3 separate regions of the Mus musculus genome follow, and all the other regions are linked to region 1. Evidence: chromatin contacts called from public promoter capture Hi-C data. All regions are on one chromosome and are shown on one strand. Each heading gives the region's core, a stretch centred on a gene start, on an enhancer-like site or on the middle of the called end of the contact. The rest is flanking DNA. Distances are from core to core; before and after follow the strand shown. Region 1 holds the start of Gja3 (gap junction protein, alpha 3). Region 2 holds the start of Atp12a (ATPase, H+/K+ transporting, nongastric, alpha polypeptide). Region 3 holds the start of Rnf17 (ring finger protein 17).

Region 1 (3,940 bases), core at 744-3,243:
CTCTGCGTTCTCCACTCCATGAGTCCCAGGAACTTAATACCTTTTTTTTTTTTTTTTTTTTTTTTGAGAAAGGATCTCAGGCAGTCCGGGCTAACCTTGAACTCCCAATCTTTCCACCTCCACTTCCCACGTGCTGGAATAACAGGTGTGTGCTTCCATACCTCAGTCTCTATGCTTGTTTTGATTTTTAAACAGAGTTTCCCCCATCTGCCTCAAGACAGTCTCAAATTCCCACCAAACCGCCTGAGTCTCAAATGCTGAAACTATATTTACCTGGCTTTAGTTTGACAGCACGCACGTCTTATATGTTAACTCAGACAGCATCTGTTCCTGTTGTAGCTGGCTTTTTCATTGCCATATGATCTATCTTCATATCAATTGTACATTCATGTTCTTTTCTAAGGCCAAACAATATTTTACAGCACTTAAAACCTCATCTGTGCGCCCATCCATCTTTCTGGGAGCATCTAGATTACTTCCACCTTTCCACTCTTGAACTGTGTTATGAAGTGGGTGTGCAAAGGGTATTTGCAGTTACACATTTTAAATCTATTTCCAATAAAAAGTTGCAAATCATTATTATACTTCTGGCTTTACCAATACAATACTAGAGTTTGTCCAAGACGGTGCAAGTCTTTTAATACTTCTGATGCTTCTGTGGGGAGAAGTATTCTTGTATTTCTTGGAGAGAATAAAAACAACAGAAAAATAAAACCTTCTAGAATAACATTTCTGGATTTCAAAAGAACCTAGGCAGGTGTGCAGTGCAGGCTGCCATCACGGCCCTGGGATGTCTGCAGGAGGTTCCGGTTGAGACCAGGTCCCGCTCCCGGAGACCCTGTCTAAGAGACAAAACGAAATAAAACAAAACTGTATCCATGTGTTACCAAGTCCTGCAGGAGACCGGCTTCACGTCTCTTCATAAGCTTTGTTTTCTTTCTCGTTGGAATACGCTTAAATTCAGACTCGAACAGAACGACTGAATTCTTCAAAGTCAGCGGATTGCAAACCCAAATAGAGCCAAACTTTTTAATGAAGCAATAGGTCTTTAGGGGGACTGTAAAACAACCAGAAATGCACATTTTCCCTTATTCCTAAAATAAATCCATCACTCATAAAGGGACTTTGGGGATCCCTTCTAAAACTGCCACCAACATTCAGTGAATTATTATTTACTAATGATTAGCTGCTGTTCAAGTCCTGTTAGACCCTAGGAAGCCAGAGGAAATGGACAAGGCCAAGATTCTGTCCCTCTCGGTGTCGGTGTCTTATGACTCTCAGAGAAACTCCGAGGGTTAGACACATTAAAAGCCTCACCCCGATGCGGACAAGCTAACCGGACCACACTCTGCCATCCCATCCCCAAGACCGTCTGGAACAACTTGCCCGCAGGGACATCTTCCCCAACACTTCAGGCCATGCCAAGTTTCAAGCGCCTTGGAACAAGTTAATTTAAAAAAATTAGAATCCGTGGAGCTGTCGGCTAATTTGTGTCCGCCTGGAAGCAGGCTGGCGGCCGCTATTTATAGCTTGTTGCCCGCGGGGGCGTCTCTATCCGACAGGGTGAGACAGGATTCCGGCTGGGACTCGCCCGAGGAACAAGTCTGCATCCCCAGGCGGCGACACCCGGGCGCGACCGAGGCGCCCTCCCGACGCCCACGCGCGCAGCGCCCAGGCCGCTCTGGCAGTCGGTTGTGCCTTGCTCCCGCCCCGGCTGTCCACTCCTGCCCTATAGGACCCGGCCCTCGGGTGTCTGCGGCCGGGAACCCCATCCGACACCTGCGGCGGATCGGCGGAGCTGAGAGAGCCCGGACGAGGAGCGCGCGTGGTGCGCACTGGGGTGCAGGTGGCGCCCGAGGATGTGGGCGCGCGAGGAGGGGGCAGGTGCCAGCTTCCCCAGACGGGACCCGGTGAGGGGCGCAGGGGCGTGGCCTGTGGGATGCGGGGAGGCGTGGCTGGCAGAGTGGGAGGTGGCGAGGGCGTGGCGGGGCGACAGGGCAGCGGCGTGGGGCGCCAAGTGCGGTGCGTACCGCGGTGGTGGGGATGGCGGCCGGGGCGGAGAGGCCCGGCCCTAGCGCGGGGCGCTCGTGGGAAGAAGGGGCACCGCACGAGTAAAGAGGGAGCCTCCTTTACAGAGCAGGCCGAGCCCGACTGGGCGAGGAGCGCCGGTGCCGCCGCGGCCGAGCGGGGTAAGGCAAACTGGGAGTTCCAGGGCCATATTGGGGACCCGACAGCACCAGGGGTGGCGGGACGCGGCGCTGTCACCCCTGGGCAAGGCCCTGTTGCTCCCCGATCTTGGGAGGCTTTCGTGATTCTTTGGATTGTTGTGGGGTGCAGTAGGGCTGGGGAGCTGAGCCTTGGGAAACTTTGGGAAAGATTACTGTTCTTCTAGACTCCTAAAGACCTGGGCGGAGCGCCTGCTCTCTTTAATGGACGGTCAAAGCTGGGTCGAGATGGTTTGCCCTTGGGTTGGGGAAAGCAACCAGTCCCTATCCCCAAACAGCAGGGATCCTAAGGTCATTTTAACCTGCAAGTGGCCTGCAAGTGGCGGGGTACATTTGTAGTGTTTGATTGGAAAGAAACAAGGAGGGCCCACTTTTCTCAGAAAAAAAAACTTTTAGAAGTTTATTTTCTTCTTAAATACTTTAGTTGTTAGTACCACGACCCAGCTTCTTGATCTGTACGTGTGTGGCGGTGCACACGAGTAAAGACTGTACATGTTTGGAAGAGCGCCCTTAGCTGCCTTCTACAATAATCTTTTCATTAAGAGACTTGTAGTGACATTAAATTCCAGTGGCGGGCAGCTGTTTGCTTTCTGTCCACTCTTTACACAGGTAACTAGAATTCACTCTCTTGATCAGCCGTCTTGGTACCTGAATAATGTGAAAAGGGCTTCAGCTCTCCAGTTTTCCTTTTATCACGACGCCTCCAAAACGTGCCACTTAACAGCGGCTGTGTAAAACAGCCAGGAAGTGAATTGTGCACAGGCTCTCTCTTGGAATTCAAAACTATGACGATCTGTAATCTGTGCATCACTTCACACACTGCCCTTCTGTCGTGCCGTGAAATATATTGCAAGACAAACATGGAAAGATTAAACTGGAGTAAGGGAGGGGCTTTTCTAAATATCAGTTGTGTTCAAAGTAAAGAGCTAACTTGGCACAAAGTCTCCTGGCTCAGCAGTTTGGCCTCTGTTGAGATAAGCATCAAACAGGGCAATGCTTTGCCCTGTAGTGTGAAGCAGTTTACAAAACGGTCCCACGGGGACAGACAGTGCAGTTTGCTGACCAGCACGTGGCTGGAAGTGGTCGGACTTTAAAATGGCAGGAAACAAAAGTTGACTCTTTGTCGATAAGGAAAGAATTTTAACCAATTTTTTTTTCTGAACAGCACTAAAATTTTAGGGTTTTCTGTTCATTTTTCATAGCTGAATGACATATGATGGGTTTGGAACTTCCTTGCAGCCAGCCTGACGTATGTAGAAACTGGGACTACATCCTGCATTGCTTGAAAGCATGTCTAACAGTACCTAGGACACACAGCCTTAAGAACTCCACCATGTCACAGTCCCATGAACATTAATAAACATACACATTGGTAACTTGCCAGTGTGTGTGAGGACATTCAGAGGATTGAAGGGCCCCCAGGAAGCCTTTCACTTGTGCAGAAAGCCTGGTCCTAGGATCTGGATGTGAAGAAACCCAGACAAACTCAGCTGGTGGCTGGACTCACTTGTGTCTGTCCACCCATCCTTCTGTGGGGCTCCAGGACTAGGCAACCAGGGTCTATATTGCATCTATCCATTTTCCCCATGCCTGCCTCTTCCACGGCCTGCAAACAAGTCTCCAGAGGCAAGGACCACAGTCTTGTTGAGTGTTCACAGCACATACAGCTGCACACAGGATATATTTAATGTTTCCTGGAGAGAGAAACGCACCTG
Region 2 (3,940 bases), core at 475-2,974, 690 kb after region 1:
CCAGGGTAAGTTGTTCATTAAAGCCATCAGCTTTAGTAACCCAGCGACATAATAATATCACCCTTCCATAAAGAAACTTAACTTCTAAAACATAGCTCATTTCCCCACCCCGCCACAGACTTCGAGCAAACTGTTTCCCATTTTACATAGGGAAAGAAGGGGTGGGGTGGGGGATGGGTGGGGGGAGTGGGGAGAGTGGGGGTTTGGGGAGGGGAGTTTCCATAGTTTGATTGTGCCCAGTTACAGTTCAGTCCTTGAGAAGGGCTTAGATTGAGACTATGATTGTGGAACCCAAGCCAGACATTTCTCCCCTAGAGCAGTTGTTTTTTTTTTTTTTTTCCCAGGAATACATAACACCTCAGATGGTGAATGAGAGGAATGGGCTCTGCCTCTCTGCCTCTGGCGTTTACAGTTAACCTCCTGGTCCTGTCTAGGACTGCCTCCAACCAGAACACAGGAATCTGGCAGCAAGGATAGAGGAGGACACAGGAGAACAGAACCCAACAAGTAAAGTTATCATCATGCTCTAACAGACAGACAAACCAACCAAGCAACAAACAAGGAGATTGGAACCCTTCTAAGATATTCCAAGACGTTGATGCCATTTTTTTTTTTTCCTTTACCAGAGGGAAGTTATAATGGCACATGCTCTGGTGAGGAGGCACCAGACTCTTTTGCCTTCAGGGGACTGACCAGATCAAGTTCTTTCTTCAGCTCCTCCTCCTGACTCTTGTTGGGTTCTGAGTCTTTGTTCTTCCCGCCCTTGAACTTTTTGTCATCTTTCTGGTCTGCCAGCTCGACGTCTTTAGTTCCATTGAGCTCTACAGAATAGATTTCTGTTTTCTGGAAGAGAAGCAGACGTGTAAATATTAGCTCCAGACAGGTTTCCTTGAGGAGGTGCCTAGTTCCTCCCAGAGGGTGGGGGTATCCCTAGAAGAAGAAGAGCGCTAGCCCCTTCATCTCCAGCTGGAGAGGAAGTGGAGGACCCGACTGTGGGAAGTCTCCCTCCTTACCCCCCCCCCCCACACACACACAAAATCCCTTCTCTGTGGAGGCAGAAGCCTCATCTGGTACAGCCCCAGCAGCATCTTTTCAAGGGACCCCTCTCTGGGTCTGGGCAGGCGTGAAAGTTATCATTTTCCCTAGCACCTTGGTCCATGGTTCACACTGCTTCTTAAGGAAGCGGTTTAGTTTCAAATAGGCTCACTGCAAGCGTGCCTTTTCAGACCCTTGCATCCAACAGAACCCAAGTCATCTCCGAATTGGAGCTTGCAGAACAGCTGCTGTGCTTGGCAACTCTGAGGACCCTTCTTGCACAACTATACTAACTTCTATACACTGTCTGCCCAAAAGTTTACCATATATGTTCTTGGCAGCTGGGATTGAGTTCAGTGTTAAGAACTATAACCTCTATTGTCCCAAGACCAAGCATTTCTTTTTCTTTTTCCTGCGCTTCCCGATGGTCGTCTAAGGTCCCCACTAGACCTGGAGATATCACGCACCCGGCGCATACTGTGACTGGTGGTCCAACCCGCTGGCAAATGATGAAAGACACCGGATGCTGGCGTGCTGAGGTGAGCCCGGTAAGTATGAGGACGCGCGTTGCCTTAGCGGCGCGCTGGACTGTGGTTCCTAGAGACAGGTCCGATCTTTCGGTGGCGGCTGCCGCGGCGGTGTGCAGGTCCGGGTCCCTGAGTGGTGACAGCGACGATGTTGGCGTTACAGAGACAAGGCACCAACCCGGACCCAGCACGCACCTCCGCGGCCGACCGCCAGCCGCTGTCCTGGGGAGGTGGAGCGCGCCTTAAATGCCGCGCGCTCCGCCCACGTACCTGGGGCGACGCAGCTCACTGCACTGGGGACGCCCCTGGGGTAGGAAACCCGAGGACACGCAAGCCTGGGTGGGGTAGGATTGGTGGCCAGGGATCTGAGGATCTTAGGTGGGGACTCCTCTTGATACCTGGCTGGAGGACGCGGGGTCTGCCTTAGGGCGGGTCTGGAGACCAGGTCCAGCCGGTTGCGCAACAACAGTGGCACGCGCCAGGTGCGTGCAGCCCCCGTGCAAGCGCCACTGCCTTTCTGTCAGTCGGACCCCGGATTCCTGCAAGCCCTGGGCTCATCCACGCCCTATGGAGCTTTTATGAAAATCCACACCCACTTTCTTTTAAAACTGCAGTTTCCTTACCAATAAAGGAATTTATTTTAAAAATGTGTAAATGAGGGTGGGGCGGGGAATCTATCTAAGGTGACTGAACAATAAATACCAATTTTAGAGTGCATTTGCTTAGATAAGTGAGACTCCGGAGCAGTCTGGGCCAACCGCCAAAGACTTTATTGAGTAGCTGAATTACTTTGTAAAGATCCAGAAAAGAAATAAAAATCTGGAGTTTTGAAACAATATTGGAAGTAGAGAGGATAAGGGGACCTGGGGGTGGTGGTTAGATCAGAGCTCCAAGGAGGAGCAGGCTGAAGGTTTTCAGAGCCAGGGTTTGGGTAGGACTTTGACGACACAGATGGATAGCTCTGTTCTCCAAAATACTGCTCACCATCGCTTCTGCCTTTACTACCTCCTGCCTGTCCTCCCCTTTTCCTGCAATCAGAAAGGGCAAAGTTGGAAATCTAGGGTTTTCCTACTGTGGACCAGGAACAAAACAATGAGTCCAACGTCTTCACTCCACAGATTCTTTAGACTTGGAGGGGATGTTGTGTTGCAACACAGACTGGAGCCACAGTGCTCCAGACCTGTGTATTGTCTTCCCTGCTTCCTCCAGGGGAGAATGTGGGGTCTGAGGGGTGGTGCTGCAGGCGACTTTTATTTATTTACCAGCTGTTCTGGCCAGCCCTTAACTCAGGGACAACATAGGCTGGAGAAGTAAGTCCCAGAGAGATGTTCCTGGGTCACGGTCATTATGGGGTTTCAAGAGCAGACCCAGAATGCAAAGTGCAGGCAGGGCCTTAAAAATAGAATTTAGAATATTTAGAAGGTTGTATCTGTCTGCGTCAAGTGTAGGGTAGGATAACATTAAACTTGACAACGGTTTCAGTCAGGTTCTTTGGTACCTCCTGGGTTTTACAGAGGTGAGGTCCTGCTTAGGTGCTGGGTCCTGCACTGTTCCTGACTTCTGCCAGGGACAGTCTTGGTTCCTGCTGCTGCTGGAACCAAGTTCCTGCTGTTGCTGCTGCCTTGGCCTTGGAGGCAGTTCCTGGTGTCATGTGATATCTGGAAGTCTCTATTTCTACCAAAAGGAGGGAGGGCATAATGCTTCTAGTCCCCTCTCCGTTGTGAGGAGAGCAGTCCTCAGATAACTGTGACACAATCACCTTACCTATAGACCCAGGTGTTGGATTTCCCCTTAGGCATAAATTCCTCTTGCTTTGGCTGGAGGAATATCCATGGTATTCTGGGCAGAGGAGCTCTGAGAACCCTAGTTCCGATGGCCTCTTGCTGACAGTCTGTTTTTAAAGGATTGTGAGCTGTCCAGCTTCATCTTCTCAGCCCACAGATGCTTACAAGAGCTTCTATTTGAGTCTGGTTTCCTGTCTTTAAAAAGAATCCCACCTATGCTGAGGGCCTCTTCTGTCACCGATCTCACTGACAAATAATGTGACAGACTACCACAAGATATATACGTGTTCCTAGCTTGCTCTTCTTAATCCACACATTCAATATCTTGAAGTCTTACTAGACATGGAATGACAGCATGCAAACTGTGTCATTCTATAGAGATTACTGTTAAGTTGAAGAAGAGGTAAAATGTACTGAGAATGAAATAATAATGGGCACAAGAGAGTAAAGAATTTAAAACTAAATAGTAGGGTCTAAAACCATTAATAGTTTAAAGAAAAGAAACATCTGTGGGGAGAGAGATGTTTTAAATGCCCTCCTCAAAAGTCACATTGAAATTTAATCCTCTTTGGAAGGTCTAACTAAAGAGGTAGG
Region 3 (3,940 bases), core at 616-3,115, 660 kb after region 1:
CTGATCCTCAGAAGTAGTCCACTTTGTTTTTTGAGGGTCATCCACTGGCCTGGAACATGTCAAATAGGCTAGGATGGCTGGCAAGTAAACCCAAGAGAGTTATCAGTTTCTGCCTCCTCATAAGGTTACAAACAGGTGGCAGCTTTTTCCTCAGGCACCAGGCACACATGGGGTACACAGATATACATGCAGGCAAAACACTCTTATACACCAAAACAAAGTTGTTGTTGTTGTTTTTTTAAAAGAAAACTAAAGTTAGTAATGTTTTGCTAGAACACATCTATAGGATTCTTGCTAAATTATAATAATTTCATTAATTTAACTTTTTAGAAGAATATTTTAATTTTTTGGCAAGCTGAAATTTGATACAAATTTGGTTAAATTTCAGGGCTAATATTACTAAGTCAATAAAAAAAATTTCAACTGTTTTAATAAAATTTCTGATATTGTACAAGCTGACCTGTAGCACACTTTAGCTTACAAAGCATGAACTCAATCTTATAATATAAATGCACAGACAAGCCACTGACTTTGTAAGATTATGTTCAAGAACCTTATTTTTTTTTTAAATAATTTTCATTTTAAAATGGGCATTTTCTACCTAACAGAAACAGTGATCTAAACTCCAAATAAGGCCAGGCCTAAAGGTACAAGGCTGCAATTCCAACTACTTAGGAGGTTGGACCAAGGACAGCTAGTTTGCCTACCATGTACAAGGATTTAGATTTACTACCTAGCACTGCAAAACAAATACCTCCAGAGAGATTGAAAATACAACTAGTTTTCTCTGTGGAAGGGTCTGTCTCCCAAATGGTGTCCATCTTCAAAGAGCCCACTGACCTCCCCTTTAAAGTATAAACATTAAACAGGTAAAAGAGTAAGACTTTTTAGTCATTTCAGTAGTTTTGATTCAATAACGAATACCTATTAAAATTATCTAAAGTACTCAAGTTACATTAAAATAACCTGAACTTAAAAATTCATTTTGTAGCCGGGCAGTGGTGGCACATGCCTTTAATCCCAGCATTTGGGAAGCAGAGGCAGGCAGGCAGGTAGATCTCCGAGTTCGATGCCAGCCTGGTCTACAGAATAAGTTCCAGTACAGCCAAGGCTACATAGAGCAACCCTGTCTCGAAAAACCAAACCAAATAAACAAAAGGAAAGAAAATTCATTTTGAAGATTGTAAATGACCTCCATAAGGGCACAGTGAACAAAGGCAAATACAATATCCTAAGATTCACAAAAGGAACTATAGTTTCTCCAGCAACGCTTTAAGTTAAATTGGGCCTTTTTTATTTTATTTTTTTCCATCTAAGAGCTTTTCAGTTTACTTATTATTCCTACAAGAAAAACTGAAAAACTACCCAGGAAAATCAAGTTTTATTTCTTCTTGATCACTAGATCATGAAACATTCCTTTCTTTCCTTCCTTCCTTCTTTTTTTTTTTAACCGAAGGAGGAATAAATTCAAATGTTGTGGTGGAGGAGGGTGACTCCAGATAATTAGTACCCTACTTCCTCACCCGCTGTTTCTTGAGCCTATCAACTTAGGGAAGTATGGGAAACGCGCTCCAGAGACTTGGCAGAGCTAACCGCCCGCCTCACATCTCTGTCTCCATCTTCCTGGGTGTGTGGAGAGAACCCTGGAGGGCCGGCCCAACCGCGCACAAGCCCGAAGCCAAGGCCGGGGTCACACACCCTCCCACGGGGCCACCCAGCCAGTCCCAGGCTCCTCACCGGAGGCAACGGACACCTTCCTTCCACACCGAGTGCACTGACACCCCGAAGCACCCTGCGCTCCACTCTTACTCTCCACTAGGTGACAGGAAGCCAGCCCGGTCGACGAAGCCTCTGCCGCCATTGCTCCTCTCAGCGCTGAGGGGCAGCAGCACGTGCAAGTCCCAGCAGCCCTCGCGTCAAGAACCAATCACAGGACTCCGGCGACCATAGGTAGCCAATCAGGAGGCAGAAAGACTAGGCCCCGCCTCACTCCCCACCCCCCAACCCCAGGTTGCTCTGGCTGCATTGCGGTGCTGGGCTTTTATCCTGGAGGCCTGTGTTCTCAGAAGAGGCCGCGAGTTTACTTTTTTTTTTTTTTTTTTTTTTTTTTTTTTGGTTTTTTTCGAGACAGGGTTTCTCTGTATAGCCCTGGCTATCCTGGAACTCACTTTGTAGACCAGTCTGGCCTCTAACTCAGAAATCCACCTGCCTCTGCCTCACAAGTGCTGGGGATTAACACGCCCGGGTGCGAGTTTACTTTTTACTTTTGAAGTCTTACCCAGGAGCCACCACTTTACACTTTTCATCAACTCGAATTTGCATTTTGTGTATTACGACTTACATCACTGGGCCAGGGGGACCTCAAGTACCAGGCCTTTAGAACCAAGGAGGCCCCGTCTCCATCTGCTTTGGGTCAGGGCGGCAATCTGTCATTACTTGATATCAACTGTTGCAGAGAAGTCAATTAGCTACCCTTGTGAGAGATCCAATTAATTCCAAACAAAGGGATGCTCGTTACTAATAGCTCCTGAGCCTCATCTACAAGTCACTATCCTGGGAGACATCGAGGATGCAAAGAATTTGCAAACTAATAGATTTCTGTTTGAGAGACATGTAGCTAGAATTTTGTGAAGACACGGAGTCGATATGGTTTACAGTGAGTGGTATGAAAAGTCTCCCTAGACATTGCAAGATTTTCCCTAGACCCTAAAACCCCACTGGTACTATAGGAATGAACAGAGAGTAATAATCCCGGGGGGAAAGAACTCAAGGAGAAACTTTTAGCAGGGAGATACAGCGGCTGCTAAGGAATTAATTTATAAATCATTCAGAGAGCATACTAGTTTCCTTCGTATGGGATTTTGGTGGGAGAGAGTGGAGGCTGAAGAATTTTAAAGCGTTCTGAATATTACACTTTGCCCTTTGATCAGGAAAGCATGGGAATGGCTTTGTGAACAAAGAATGAAAGAATCCAGTAGCTGAGTGATGGGAGTATTTCAGAAGAAGCGACTGAAGGTGGCAGGTCCAACTCAGCAGTTAAGAATAAAGCCCATCGGGGCTGGTGAGATGGCTCAGTGGGTAAGAGCACCCGACTGCTCTTCCGAAGGTCCGAAGTTCAAATCCCAGCAACCACATGGTGGCTCACAACCACCCGTAATGAGATCTGATGCCCTCTTCTGGTGCATCTGAAGACAGCTACAGTGTACTTACATATAATAAATAAATAAATAAATAAATAAATCTTTAAAAAAAAAAAAAAAAAAGAATAAAGCCCATCCATATTGTTTCTCTTTCCTGCTCTGTATTGTATATGTGATTGTATGTGGTTGTTTTTTTTTAATTGTGCTCAGAGGCACACACCTCCTAGAACAGAAATTGACATTTTTATAGGGTTTGTTTGTTTTTGTTTGTAAAACAAACTATTTTGTACCTTGAATTGGGTGTATGTATATTGAAACATTGTAAAAGTAAACGTATCTCAGAATCTAAAGGTGTGCCATCCATTTCTTAAGTATTGCTTTTTGTTTCAGACTGCCTTTTGAAAATAGTGAACAATGTTTTCAGATATGAAAATAAGCAGACTTTATTAGTAATTGAGAAATTTTATGATGGACTGATTTTTTAAAAAGTTTAAAGGCATACTCCCACTGAAAAATTCCTATGCCCTGTTACCTTTAGGAGGAAAGATGGATTCTCACAACCCATAGGTTTTACTGACTCGTGATGGAGCTTAAGTTGCTTCCTAATACTAATCAAGCCCATAATCTTATGTAACATGTTGATTACTCTTACCTTTAAAAAAGTTTCGTCTTTCCTCATCTGAAGTACCCACCCCTTCCTCTTTATCAACTCGTGTCTTTTCAGGCTTTGCAGGTTGTCAGCAGGTAGTATTAGTCTGATTTTGCCTTTTACTTTTTGAGTCAGAATCTATCTATCTTTC

What was found. Promoter capture Hi-C pulls out the DNA fragments that hold promoters and counts their contacts.
Region 2: a promoter capture Hi-C map of pre-B cells shows a contact between it and region 1. The contact joins the promoter of Atp12a here to the promoter of Gja3 in region 1. A contact is called at or near these places in 23 of 39 promoter capture datasets (the 3T3-L1 cell line, 3T3-L1-derived adipocytes, the C10 cell line and 13 more), 4 of 15 datasets of contacts at CTCF or cohesin (embryonic stem cells, large pre-B cells, pro-B cells and 1 more), 102 of 484 Hi-C or Micro-C datasets (3T3-L1-derived adipocytes, B cells, the Ba/F3 cell line and 54 more), 13 of 115 datasets of contacts at active chromatin or transcription factors (astrocytes, bone marrow-derived dendritic cells, bone marrow-derived macrophages and 6 more) and 3 of 9 other capture datasets (adipose tissue, embryonic stem cells and liver).
Region 3: a contact with region 1 is called in a promoter capture Hi-C map of embryonic stem cells, with 3 times the contacts expected there. The contact joins the promoter of Rnf17 here to the promoter of Gja3 in region 1. A contact is called at or near these places in 12 of 39 promoter capture datasets (the 3T3-L1 cell line, 3T3-L1-derived adipocytes, the C10 cell line and 7 more), 3 of 15 datasets of contacts at CTCF or cohesin (embryonic stem cells, large pre-B cells and stem cell-derived epiblast-like cells), 2 of 484 Hi-C or Micro-C datasets (embryonic stem cells and gonadal supporting cells), 3 of 115 datasets of contacts at active chromatin or transcription factors (embryonic forebrain and embryonic stem cells) and 2 of 9 other capture datasets (adipose tissue and liver).

Annotation. Positions count from the first base shown.
Region 1 is chr14:57,055,776-57,059,715 of GRCm38.p6, reverse strand. Gja3 (gap junction protein, alpha 3) reads left to right here and starts at 1,993. Exons shown (of 2, transcript NM_001271623.1): 1 at 1,993-2,189.
Region 2 is chr14:56,362,852-56,366,791 of GRCm38.p6, reverse strand. It overlaps Atp12a (ATPase, H+/K+ transporting, nongastric, alpha polypeptide), which reads right to left and starts at 1,724. Exons shown (of 23, transcript NM_138652.2): 1 at 1,503-1,724; 2 at 694-843. The coding sequence starts at 1,511.
Region 3 is chr14:56,400,622-56,404,561 of GRCm38.p6, reverse strand. Rnf17 (ring finger protein 17) reads right to left here and starts at 1,865. Exons shown (of 37, transcript NM_001033043.1): 1 at 1,738-1,865. The coding sequence starts at 1,861.